Linked DNA regions of Mus musculus: all the other regions are linked to region 2. The links are chromatin contacts, called in public HiChIP or PLAC-seq and promoter capture Hi-C maps. All regions are on one chromosome and are shown on one strand. Each heading gives the region's core, a stretch centred on a gene start, on an enhancer-like site or on the middle of the called end of the contact. The rest is flanking DNA. Distances are from core to core; before and after follow the strand shown. Region 1 holds the start of Usp19 (ubiquitin specific peptidase 19). Region 2 holds the start of Traip (TRAF-interacting protein). Region 3 holds the start of Prkar2a (protein kinase, cAMP dependent regulatory, type II alpha).

What was found. HiChIP or PLAC-seq counts read pairs in DNA pulled down with a chosen protein or histone mark. Capture Hi-C pulls out chosen DNA fragments and counts their contacts.
Region 1: a contact with region 2 is called in a promoter capture Hi-C map of liver, with 2.1 times the contacts expected there. The contact joins the promoter of Usp19 here to the promoter of Traip in region 2. A contact is called at or near these places in 3 of 39 promoter capture datasets (the SN4741 cell line, erythroid cells and pre-B cells), 1 of 115 datasets of contacts at active chromatin or transcription factors (double positive thymocytes) and 1 of 9 other capture datasets (liver).
Region 3: a contact with region 2 is called in an H3K27ac HiChIP or PLAC-seq map of microglia, with 6 times the contacts expected there. The contact joins the promoter of Prkar2a here to the promoter of Traip in region 2. A contact is called at or near these places in 1 of 39 promoter capture datasets (neural stem cells) and 1 of 115 datasets of contacts at active chromatin or transcription factors (microglia).

What each region holds. Positions count from the first base shown.
Region 1 is chr9:108,488,423-108,492,545 of GRCm38.p6, reverse strand. It overlaps Usp19 (ubiquitin specific peptidase 19), which reads right to left and starts at 1,870. Exons shown (of 27, transcript NM_027804.4): 1 at 1,651-1,870; 2 at 1-75. Lamb2 (laminin, beta 2) reads right to left here. Exons shown (of 33, transcript NM_008483.3): 27 at 4,100-4,123; 28 at 3,672-4,020; 29 at 3,172-3,379; 30 at 2,952-3,093; 31 at 2,593-2,769; 32 at 2,341-2,500; 33 at 2,016-2,262. The coding sequence ends at 2,126.
Region 2 is chr9:107,948,787-107,953,106 of GRCm38.p6, reverse strand. It overlaps Traip (TRAF-interacting protein), which reads right to left and starts at 2,144. Exons shown (of 15, transcript NM_011634.3): 1 at 1,935-2,144. The coding sequence starts at 2,032. It overlaps Camkv (CaM kinase-like vesicle-associated), which reads right to left. Exons shown (of 11, transcript NM_145621.2): 11 at 3,416-4,320.
Region 3 is chr9:108,690,491-108,694,604 of GRCm38.p6, reverse strand. Prkar2a (protein kinase, cAMP dependent regulatory, type II alpha) reads right to left here and starts at 2,462. Exons shown (of 11, transcript NM_008924.3): 1 at 1,893-2,462. The coding sequence starts at 2,148.

The DNA.
Region 1 (4,123 bases), core at 621-3,120, 540 kb before region 2:
CTGCGGCGCTTTCTTCCCGGCCCAGCTATCTTGGCAACTCTTTGTGGCCAAATTCTTCAGCAAAGAACCAAGAGCCTAATGAAAATAGACCACGAGTCACTGCCAAGGCCAAGTGATCTGCTCCCTGCCTACAAGGGCTGAGCAACGCAGGCCTCTCTGAACCCTAATGGGCAGGATTCTCACCAGCTGAGGCAGCCATGCGCACTGTGAGGCTACCCTGTGAGGAAATAAATAATTCAAGCAGTGGCAAGTGCTTCAGGCCACGCCTCCTGGGTATCTACAGAAACCCACAACGCTGGAAGGCTGCACTGAGGAAGTGCTAGGTCAAGGCAGTTGTGGCCTGGGACCAGGATCATCCTCTGGATGAGAGCCATGGCTCCAACCCACAGGTCTGCACTCTGAGCAGCCTGCTCTGCTTCCTTCACTCTCGCCGGCTGCTTAGTCACCGCCAGACAAGTAGAGAGTGAAGGAGTCAGGCAGCAGAGAGGGAGACCAAGGAATAGTCAGAGCAGCAGAAGGGCAGACTCTGAAGCTGAAAACGGCCCCAGGTGCTGCCACTAACCAGAAAGGCTCTGGTACTAAAGCATCTAGTCTGCTTCCTGCCGGCTCCTATTTTTTGCCATAAACCAGCTCCTGAAACTTGATCTTTTGTTTCCACCTAAAGAAGGATCGATCTCTCTCTCCTCAGCCTTAAAGATTAGGAGTGGAGGCGGGTGGTGGTGGCGCACGCCTTTAATCCCAGCACTTGGGAGGCAGAGGCAGGCGGATTTTCTGAGTTCGAGGCCAGCCTGGTCTACAGAGTGAGTTCCAGGACAGCCAGGGCTACACAGAGAAACCCTGTCTCGAAAAAAAAAAAAATGAGGAGTGGACTCCAGTTTTAAGACACGGTGATAGGCTTAACAACGAAACAGACATCACCCCTGTCTCCAGGTTCCTTCCTTCATCATCAGCTCTGAGCCACGGAGGCCTGATCTGTTTCCCACCTGTGTGTGGATTCGGGCTCCCTCCATCCAAAGTGAAGTTCTCAAAACTAGTGAGGGTGGAGATGGAACGTAGACCTAGTACTAGCCCTGGCAGCCTCAAGCCCGGCTTGCGAGACGAAGGAGATTGAACTGTAGCCTGTGTTCCCTTAGGGGAGAGTGGGGTGATAAAAATACCCTTGGACGATAAGAGTGATGAGCGGAATCTTTAGTGACAGTCCGTCCAGGCCTCTGGGCAGAGCACCCGCCGTTTCCTCCTTACACCGAGGCCCGATTCACAGCCGGAATCCCTCCCCCATGCTCTGAAAGCCGTCGAAGCGGCAGAGAAACTATCCGGAGATCCCAGCTGGTTAGAGAAGCTGCGCAGAGTTACTGAACGCAGACCAACGCCCCGGCTAGGATGCTGCCCTCCTCCAGCCTCCGAATCCCAGGCCTGCCACCACCTCCTCCAGGAAGCCACCCTCGCTCGCCGCTAATCCTCTTAAAAACAGAGAGGCCGGCCACAGGGGTAGCATAACGGCTCGGTCGGCATCGGTAGGCCGAGCACGCCGCGAGGCTCGAGATGTCGGGGCTGGCACGGCCCGTGACCTTGAACAGGCCCGCCCCGGGCCAACCTTGCGGCCTTCCCCCGCTGCGGCCAAACCGGCGACTTGAGGCCCACACCACTCACCGAGCGAGACCGCCGCCACCAGCCCTCTTCGGGCCCTGGCAACACGCTCTCGATTCCGGTTCCGGCGTCGGGTCGGTTCCGGTTCCGGCGCGCCCCTCCCCCGTCCCGGCTCCTCCGCCACCGCCGCCTTCGCCGCTGCTTCAGCCGCTTGTTTTGTTTCGACTTCTAGCTACGGCTACGGGAGGCGGGGTGCCGAGCTGATGACGCACTTCCGGCAAGAGTGGGAGCTCTTGGTGAAGGGCAGCTTTGGGGAGGGCGGGAAAGGAAGAGGAGGGGTTCCGGTGCTCGGCCTCTGCTGGTAGCCTACAGCTGATGGCGTGTATAAAGGTCCTCCGCCCCTCCCATCAAAGGCCAGACAACACAGAGGAGGTTCACACAGGTTTATTGAAAGCTCTTGCTAGCCAGGAGCTCTTTAATGTGCGGACGATCGTGTGCAGAACAGTGCTTGGCGACAAGGCTAGGCCCTAGGGAGTGGTCACTGGCAGGTGTTGTAGATCTGGACCTGCAAGTTGATGGCCTGGAGCACACTGCGCATCCTGGCTTCCAGCCCATCCAGCTGGGCCGCTTTGCCCTCCAGTGCACGCTCGTTCTCCTCATATGTGCCCTCCAGCTCTAGAAGGGTCAAGAAATAGTTCAAGTCTTTTCTCACGCAAGCCCACCTTTCTAGCTCCCGCCCACCATGGTCCTCACCCTGTAGCCGCTGCAGCTTATCCTGAGCGGCCTGCAACAGGTCCCGAGCCTCATCCCGCAGTTGTTCTGCCCTGGCTTGTGCAGCCAGAACACCTTCAGCCTTCCGCTCTGCCAACGCCCTCACTGTTTGGTATTGGTCACCTACTTGTTCCCGTAGTTGCTGCAGATGTAAGAGGCAGGGTCGGTATACTAATTCAGTGGAATTCTAACTATAATACCCCTACCCCATCCAGAGGGCTTCGCCCAACCCACTTTCTCAGCCTCCCTGGCACGGCTCTGGGCACTGCCTGCTGTTTCTTCCGCTGTAGATGCTGCCAGGCTATTTCCTGCCCGTTTCAGTTTCAGGGCCTCCAGGAGGGCGTCTAATTGCCGAGCCCGCTCACCGGCAGAGTTCAGAGACTTCTCTGCACCTGCCATCCTCTCCTGGACCTGCCACAGAAAGGCCCAGGTTTAACAAATCCACCTTTAGTACCAGCAACTGAGAAGGAGAAGCAAGTTGATCTCTGTAACTTCCAGGCTGCCCAGGGCTACACAGTAAGACCTCCCTGTCCCAGACAAAGCAAGCCAGATCCTTAGTACATGCCCATCACCTCGTCCTAAGGAAGTCATACCCGCTGCAGGGTCTGCTCTGTGTTTTGTGTGTCAACCACTGCTCCCCAGATGGCACCCTGAGCAGCTCCTTGTGCCCTCTGAGCCTCCTCCAGTGCCGCTTGGACTGTCTCTGCCTTCTGTCTCTCACCCTCGGCCCGGCTCCTGAGGAAGAGGGGAGATCAGGGTCTACAGGTATCAGGACCAGGTTTCAGGAATGGGGACCAGGCTTGGGGGTCAGACCGTGCCCGGTGCGCATCTTGCAGTAGCTGTTCAGCCCGACGCACGTCGCCCATGGTATGGGCCAGGATTGTGTCCACGTCGGCCAGGCTTCGGACGCGTTCTGCAATCTCACTGGCTAGGCGCTGGATCTGCTCGGGTGAGGCCGGGATGGAGATGTCTAGCACCCGAGTCGCTACCATTTCAATACTGTCAGGATCGGCTCCCTCCTCTATGGAGACACAGGCAAGGGCTTAACAGTCTCTCCTGCATGACCTTGGGAACACAATCTTGGTATTCTGGGGTCTCAGACTGCACATGCAATAGGAGTTTGCTAACAGGCATAAGGATGTAACCAAGGAACAGGGACTATATAAGGGACACAGACTTAGGGACATTGACTGGACAGGGACTCAGGGCCAGACATAGGGTTATAAACACATGTCCATTGCAGACACCGAGACTCAAGTACACACAGACACAAGGGAAGCAAGCACATGGCCTGGGCCACATGGGAGGCTCACGGCTGAGGAAGTCTTTCACATTCTGGATAAGTTCTCGAAGCTCCTGATTGGCCTGTTCCACCTGGCCCCTGGAAGCATTAGCCTTGTCCAGGGCTGCCTGTGCTCGCTGCTGTGCCTCTTCTGCCTGCCGACGAGTCTCAGACACCCGGCTGAGGATGCCGCCACCTTCTACCAGTGCCCGCTGCAGCTCTGCCTGCGTGTGCCGAGCCCGGCCCAGCGCTAGATCTGCCGTGGCTGCTGCCCCACTGCAACCGAGGCCACCACAACGGGGCTGCCCATCTTCATCCCGACATCCGGCACCCCCACAAGGGCTGGTGGCACAGGGTGCGTCCCCTGGTGCCCCACACACCTGCCAGGCACAAAACAAATCAAGGTCCTGTGGGAAGAACACCCACACCCACCTGTCCCTCTCCATACTTGCACCTCACCAACTCATTTATGCCCGTCAGGCT
Region 2 (4,320 bases), core at 895-3,394:
CTACATAGCAAGACCTTGTTTCAAAAACAAAACAAACAAAAAATAGCTATAAGGCCTGGGGTATAACCAGTAGTAGAACACTTGCCTTCCAGGCACAGGACATGGATCTGAGAGACAGGGGAGGTGGGGCATATACCTGCAATCTGAGCTCTAGGAGGCAGAAGAAACAGAACCAGAAATTCAGTCAGCCTGAGCTCTACACAGCAAGGCCTGTTTGTTTGTCTGTTTTAAAAGGCTGGAGAGATGACAGCTTACTGGTTGAGAGTAGGTGTTGGTACTGCTCCTGCGGCTGTCCTGAGTTCAGTTCCCAGCACTCTTATCAGGTGACTCACGACTGTCTAGCTCCAGCCCCACGGGGATCAGATGACCCTGGCCTCTGAGGTTACCCATACTCATATGCACATAGCCACACAAAGACATACACATAGAACACATAATTTAAAATAAAAATAAGATTAAAAAAATCAGCTAGGTGTGGGTGTGGTGGCGCACACCTTTAATCCCAAAATTTGGGAGACAGTGGTGAGCAGATCTAGCTTGAGTTCGAGGCCAGCCTGGTCTACAGAGTGAGTTCCAGCACAGCCAGGGCTACACAGAGAAACACTTTCTTGAAAACAGCAAACAAAAAGACAAGAAAACCCCCACAAAATCCAACAGGTGGAACAAGATAGAAAATACTGAATATGACAAATTTCATCAGTAAGCTCACACTTAAGGCTTAAAAAGGTTCAGTTTAGTACCAAATTTTTAAAGCCAAATATGATTTCAAGAAACAGACCTAAAACATAATTACACAGGAAAGTCCAAGGTGAAAGCTTAGGGAGAGAGCAGGTGATACAAAGTAGCTTTAGTGGCGGGGTTACTTCTAACCTAACTACACAATGGCTCCTTAGGAATGGAGCTCAGGCCACACAACACTGTATTATGTGGTTTTGTTTGTTTGTCTTTTTGACACAAGGTCTGGGAAAATTCAGGCTGACTTTTGCCTTACTTATGTAGCTGAGACTAACCTTAAAACTCCCAATCATTCAGTCTCCACACTGTCCCTCCTCCCCAGCCTGTACTGGGATATGCAACACAACAGACTCTAAGGTCGGTTTTAAACAAAGCTTTGCAAATGGGAGACACCCAGAAGTGTTCACACCACTTCCTGCTTTGTGGGCCCTATTGCCCCTCAAAAACCTCCCAGTCTCCCAAAGGAGACCTCTCTTCTACCTTATTTTCTCTTTGGTTGGGAGCTTTGGATCAGCCTGCTCAGTTGCAAAGGGACTCTTTCGTCACCCACAAGACAACTGAACATCAGGACCCCTCGACGACAGGAACACACTTCCTTGCCATTCCAAGTTAAGCCAGGTGTACTGGAGTGTCTGATCAACGAGGTGTTTCTGGATAGAAACAATCCAAAGCATTCCAGCAAACGACAGACCCTTAAAGATTGCCAGAAACCTATCAGCATAAATTGGTCTGTTTCTTTTTTTGTTTTGTTTTGCGAGACAGGGTTTCTCTGTATAGCCCTGGCTGTCCTGGAATTCACTCTGTAGACCAGGCTGGCCTCGAACTCAGAAATCCGCCTGCCTCTGCCTCCCAAGTGCTGGGATTAAAGGCTTGCGCCACCACCGCCCGGCTGTTGGTCTGTCTCTTGACTCTCAAATAAAATACAATAGCTCGTTAGTGCAGTAAAAGCTCATCTTCGCTCAAACTAATAGTTTTGAAGTCATTTCTTAGCGCAATAAAGAAGCACTCTTTCACCGTGGGCTACCGGTATCACTTCCACCTGGCCCACTTCGGCCCAGGTTGGAAAGCTTCCGTGAGGCTCCTCTAATGTCGTCGTCACTTGTCTTAGTTCGGAGGAGGGATTGTCTCTAGGCCCGACACCCCCATAGCGTCTAAGTGGTTCTAGGACACGCACGGGGCCCTACACCGCCGTCACTCACCATTGCAGATGAAAAGTGTGGCCACAGTGGATGGCAGCCACGTCACGGGAGTGATCGAAGAAGTCGGAGCAGATAGTGCACAGAGCGCGGATAGGCATGATGGCTCGACTCAAGCAGCCCAGGGAACCAGCTGCCAGCGACAGACACAGTTTGGTGGCCGAACCGGCCACCGCTCCGGTTCCTTCAAATTTCGCTCCACCGCACGACTTCCGGTAGTGAACCGGAAGGAATAACAAACCCACGCCTGAGTGCTTCCCTCTGATTGGACAAACTTCGGGGCGGGGCGCTGGAGGGCTGTGATAAGCAGCCCGCCAGCCGTGCGGAATCCTGGGATTTAGCTCCTTCGGGTCTCCTGGGAGTGGGTCCCTGTTTCTACCGCAAAACCCTGCGATCCCCTGTGGCGTAAAACAGTGAAACTACAGTCTGACCCCTATCCCTGCTAAGCCGGGTATTGTCTCAAGCTAGAGCCGGTGCGAAGTGAACCAGACCCCTTCTTGCTGCACTTCAGGGCAGTCAAATAGACTGGAATGCCAAGAAAAGGGGATGATGGTACCATGGCTATGGAAAGTAATAGGCCATACGCTGGCAGCCCACAGTTCCCAAACAGAAAGAGGGCTCCCCACTTTCTAAACCTTCTACTATGGATCATCTTGGAAAGGTGGACACATTAAGTCCTAGCCCTTCGAACCACTACACTAGTCCTGGCTTTATTCAAATATGACCTAATAACCTTTGAGATTAGGTAGACACTGGAGCTAGTAATTTAGCCCTTTCCTCCCAGAATGCCTCATACCTGAGACTGTAGGATGGTGATTTTGGAGGTACAGATGCTTCAAAGACCAGGAAATAACAAACCCTCTTTATTATTCCCACATCAGATAATTTAAGGTCCTCCCTGAGAAAGGCCATCTTGAGTTGAAGCGAGGCTCCTTAGCGATTTTTACGGTATCGTTAGCAGTATTACTCCCTCAGAAGAAGCATACATAACTTTATAAAGTAGGTCTGCTCCAGCCGGGGAAGACAGAATGAAATCTTTTTGGTCTAAGTGGAAAGCACAGGTATTCACAGGAAGTAGGCATCAAGAAGCACAGAACTGTTGTGCAATCCCACCCTCTCCCCACTGTGCCCACGCGCAAGGTCACTTCCTATAGTGGTTGGCCCTGAGTAGATTCCACCTCTAAGTCCAAGTTAAGACAAAGGCTCTTTGTCAACAAGAATCGGAAAAGCGTCAGCCCTTCGGCGCTCAGCTCGGGATAGTTTTTAGCTGAAACACACCACTCTCGTGGGATTTTTAGCGTCCAGAGGAGTCCCATCAACATCATCCAGGTAGACACTGGAGAAGGTGACCTCCACTCTCACTCCAAGCAACACACTAAGCATCAACCGCTACCCAAAAACTGATCGTCCCACAGCCTCGTCCCTCCCGCACTGCCTTCCATAGGCTCCTCCCCAAGAGGACAGAGGAAGCAAAGGCAAGAGGGTGGCCAGAGGCTTTGCAGGGTGACGTTTATTTGCCAGGTTCAGTAGGCACACAGTTAGCCCACCAACCTTCACATACCAGAGCAGACCCACAGGCATGCAGGGAGAAGGGCAGGACCACCATGGAGTGCCGAGCAAGGGCAAGGACCAGCGTGGCTGCCTGTTCAGGCTGTGGTAGGGTCTGACCAAGGGCACCTGCTGAGAGCATCCCTCAGGGAGCTGGGGAACTGTAGTCTACTTCCTCATCCCAGCCAGAGCTACTTCACATGGCTGAGCAATACCTCAGCCTCTGATGGTAGACAAAGAGGAAAAGCCTCCCCATATCGCTGCACTAAGAGCAGAAAATCTGCTGCTGTGAAAAGCATGCTCCCAACGCAGCCTATGAGGTGCTGCCACGCCTCCCTGGGAGGAATAGGATTTACTGCCTGAGCCTGCATGAGGTGGCTATGGCAAAGGTCTCTTTCTTGGTAATGGCATCTAGGAAGACGATGGGGGGATGGGGGGACACCAGCCCTCCCTATCCAGCTCACAGGAAGGAGCCAGATAGGCTGGGGCACTGTACTCTGTTCTCCTAGGCGTCGCTGCTGTGTCCGACATGTTTCTCTCTTCCTTTAGAGTCTCCTAAGAATCGGGATACAGAGCAACCCGCTACAGGACTCAGGAGGCTATGAAATAACACAAGGATCTTCAAGAGGGAAGATCGCCACCCCCACCCAGGGAAAAAAGATGGAAGCTTCTACCCATTCTCTCTCCCACTTCTGAGGATCCCCACAGCTAACATGCAATGCCTGCTCCCTACCACGTGACCAGACTTGACTTAAAGCACACTGCCCTAGGTTTTCTGCATCCTCTCTTGCACACTCCTAGAGCAGCCCAAACACCACAGGTACACACCTTCCCGTGCAGG
Region 3 (4,114 bases), core at 1,213-3,712, 740 kb before region 2:
AAGAAGAAAAAGAGGAGCCTGGGCTGGAGTGGTGATGCACATCTTCAATCTCAGCACTGGGGAAGCTGAGGCAGAAGAATACAAAGTTCAGGCCTGAGCTCAGTTCTCAAACCCTATCTATAAGGAAAAAAAAGGGGGAGGGAGGGCTTAGTATTTCTGGGTATAGATTCAAGAATAATGGAAACACACACCTACAAAGTAACCCTGTCCCAGAGTCTAGAGCAGCACATTCCCTCTACCCACAAAGTAGAAACCTCCAAATGACCACTAACCGCTGATACAATGTAGCATAGCCAAATAAGGAACAGTTGCAAGTACAAAATCCAACCAAAAGCAGAAGGCAACCAAAGAAAAGTTAAAGAGGGAAGAACACTTGCAGGCAGGAGCCAGGAGTCTGCAAACAACCTTGCAACACAGCAAAGCTGACAAAAAGATAGCCATCGCTGTCATCCAACTCCAGAGTTTATTATTCCAAGTGGGAGTCCTGCGCTCATTAATACTCTGAAGGGAGGCTCAGCGCTGGAACAGAAAATAAAAGGGCTAGTGAGATGGCTCAGTGCTTAAAGCCACAGGCTGCTCTTCTAAGGAATGCTGTTTTAATTCCCAGCACCTACATGGTGGCTTTCAACCATCTGTATCCTCTTTTGGCCTGAGAGCTGCCTAATATAGTATGCATATACATGAGGCAGATAGACAAACACATAAAGAAAAATAAATCTGCCGGTGTTGGGCATAGATTGCCCATTTTTAATCCCAGCACTACTCAGGAGGCAGAGGCAGGCAGATCTCATGAGGTCAAAGCCAATTTGGTCTACATCATCCAAGGCTACACAGTGAGACTTTGTCTCAAAAAAAAGGGGGGGGGGATTAATTAAAATTAAAACAATTAAAGCAGGCTAACTCTATTATGTTAATAAAGCATAAGTGGAAGCAACCGAGGAAATAAAATTGCTCTTTGACAGTCTTACTTAAATCAAATGAGTAGAATGTTACTTGTATACTTCCCTGCAATCAACACTGGAATCGAGGTATTGATTATGCTCGCCAGTTTGATTCAATTGTTTTAACCATATCGAAACTTGGAGGAGGAGGAGGAGGAAGAGAAGGAGGAACGCATAATTAACTGGACACGAATAAAATGGCATAACTGAAATTTCCTTTACATACTTGAGCAAAGGGAGAGAGGAAATATATATATAGGTAAAACAATAGTGAAAATATTGATAACTGTTGAATGTGAGCGGCAGGCAGTATTGGGGGAGGAGGTTCAGCTACTGAATGTGAGTGACAGCATTTAGGGAGGGGCTCAGCTCATCGTTCCTCTTATGTGTATGCTTATAAGGTTTTCATTGAGGCAGAGGTAGATAGTTGACCCCAAGTTCGAGGTCAGCTTGAACTACCTACTGAGTTCCTGCTTAATCAAGGCGATCGGCCTCGTCTCCAACAGTTTTCAGCAATAACTCTTCCAAAACGGAATTCTTTGCAAATGAAATGATCATCCGGTTTATTCGGGGCGAGCTGCCGGGTGCTGGTGCTCTTGTCTTCGGAAAGCAAGCAGGCTATGGGGTCTAAGGCAAAGAGGCAGAGCAGCTTCTGGCGGGACCGACTCAAGCTCCGCGCCACCACGCGGACCAAAGAACGCGCACGCTTCATTCAAGGCAGAATCTGACAAATCACTCTCCGTGAACGCTCGGGCTCAGAGAACCGCGGAGCTCAATTTGGAATGCTCACACGCCGGGGAACCCAAGCAGCTGGGCTGGAGAGCTCTCGGGTCTCGGCCCAGGGTAAGGCCGGGAGCCGAGCCCAGGGCACCCCTGGTCGGCCCTCGGGTCCCTCCCTGAACCCTTCACTCGGTGCCCACATCGCACCTCGGCCTTGCCCCGCCCGCCTACCTTCCAGATCGGCATCTTCCGAGTCCGAGTCACTCTCCCCGTCCTCCTCGATGACGGGGACTGCGCTGGACTCCTGCGTGTGAAAGGTCGTCGGGGAGACGATGAACGTGTCTGATTCCTGGCGGCGGGCCTCGCGCAGGCGTGTGAAGTACTCCACCGCGAAGTCGACGAGGTCGGGCGGCTGCTGCCGAAGCACCTCCACGGTGTAGCCCTGCAGCAGCTCCGTGAGCCCCGCGGGGATCTGGATGTGGCTCATGCCTGCGACGTCCGAGGGGCCCGGCGGGTCCGGGCGGCCGGCGGCTGCAACCTGCGCGCTCCCTCACGCCGGCCTGTCACTCCGCGCCCGCGGTCTCCCGCGCGGCCCGTCTCGGCCTTCCTCGCGTCGCGCCTTATTCTGGCCGGGTCTGAGTTTGTTGTGCGGGCCGCGCGACCCTTCCGCTAGCAAGCCAGCCTGGCGCCGCTGCTGTTGTCACCCGGCCGCAGCCGCCGCCGCTGCCGCCGCCGCGCCGCCGCCGCCGCGGGGACCGCCGGGCAGGCAAGCTGGACGGGCGCGGCAGGCGCCCGGGTTGTGACGCACGCGGCCGCGGGCGTGCGCGTCCCCGGCCAGGAGCTGGCCCAGAGTGCGCGTGCGCCGCTGAGCCTCCCGCTCTCGGAGCAGCCCATGGTCAAGGTGCGGGAGGCCCCGGAGATGAGGAAAGAGTGGCCCGGCTGCGAGGCGGGCTGGTTAGTGCGTCTCGCCTGGTCACAAAAACCTTTCACTCATGCTTTCGGAGCATGCTGCGAGCCTCTTAAAGGAGTGCCAGGGTCACTGAAGTGACACAGGACCACCTCACCTTGACCCCTGCTCTAGTGGAGGGCCAGAGGGCTTACTCTAGGGAACGACATTAATGCTAAGCCTAAAGTACTGAGCAGGTTTGCCCAGAGAACGATCTGGAGGAAAGTCCTGTACAACAGGAACAAAGACCTAGTCAAGTCAGAAGAACCACCTTGACTGACAGGTAGAACGATGCGTGCCTGACTGCCTGAGGTCCTAAGGAGTCTAATATGACGTCGTGAGATGTCAAAGGGGGAAGGCTTTGTAGGAAGTAAAAGTTTCAGTGAGATAGTCACTTGTGAGCCTCAAGCAGAGAAATAACCCTGAAAGAGCTCGCTCAGCCGATTGTGGGCAGTAAGAAAGCAGAATAATGCCAGGAGCTGGACAGACCTCGGGGCTTGTTCCTCCTTTTGGACACTTCCATCTTGGTCTTCAGGCCTAGACTTAGAGTCCTCCTTCCTCCCCACTCAACCCTGGGCCACACTACTTGGTGAAGTTGAGCAGACCACAGACCGTGTTGTCTTTTGCCTTTGGGAAGAGGGCAGAGGTGAACTAGAGAGGCACCTGCTGTTCCTCAACTTGTTTCCTCCTGTCACCAAACTTGAACAAAAGAAGTTACAGACCTTTCTGGAATATCCAGCCTAGGTGCTGGCCAAAGAGCCAGCGAGAATACTGTTCTCCCTCTCCCTGCCGGAACCAGCCAGCAACTCGTGAGCTTGGGAACCTGAAGGGTATTGGGATTGTTAAGCACCACCTGGTAATTAACCAGTATTAATTAAGATCTCCACTAGCACCGCCCATAAAGGCCTGGCACAAACCCAAAACCTCAGGCTGCTGGGAACTGAGCTGTGTATGGTGACAGGGGAACACCTTACTGAGGTACTCAATGTAGGGGCCAGTCCAGGCTGTAAGCTAGGTAGACCTGAGACTACAAACAGCTATGTGTCCCTGAATGTATGTTGAGTGGCGGCGAAGCAGTATCCAGCATGCTGGCTGGAGGCACTGACAGCATACTTGTGAAGACTGAATGAATGAATGAATGAATGAAGAAGGAACAAATGATACATTTCAGCAACAAAAGAAGCAGAAACTGCTCTCCTGACTTCAGTCTCATAATATGTATCATTTCTTTCAAAGCTGCTACATAATTCAAGTCTAGCCTGGGTTACATGAAACTATCTCAAATCAAAAACAAAAAAGCAAAGCAACACAGTGGAGATGGGTCTTCTCTTGAGCAGACTGGCTCTTTTTGGGGGGGTATGGGAGGAGGGGAGAGGTTGTTGGTTTGGTTTTTCAAAACAGGATTTCTCTGTGTAGTCCTGGCTGTTCTGGAACTCACTTTTTAGAGCAGGTTGACCTTGAACTCAGAGATCTGTCTCCTGAGTGCTGGGATTAGATGTGCACCACC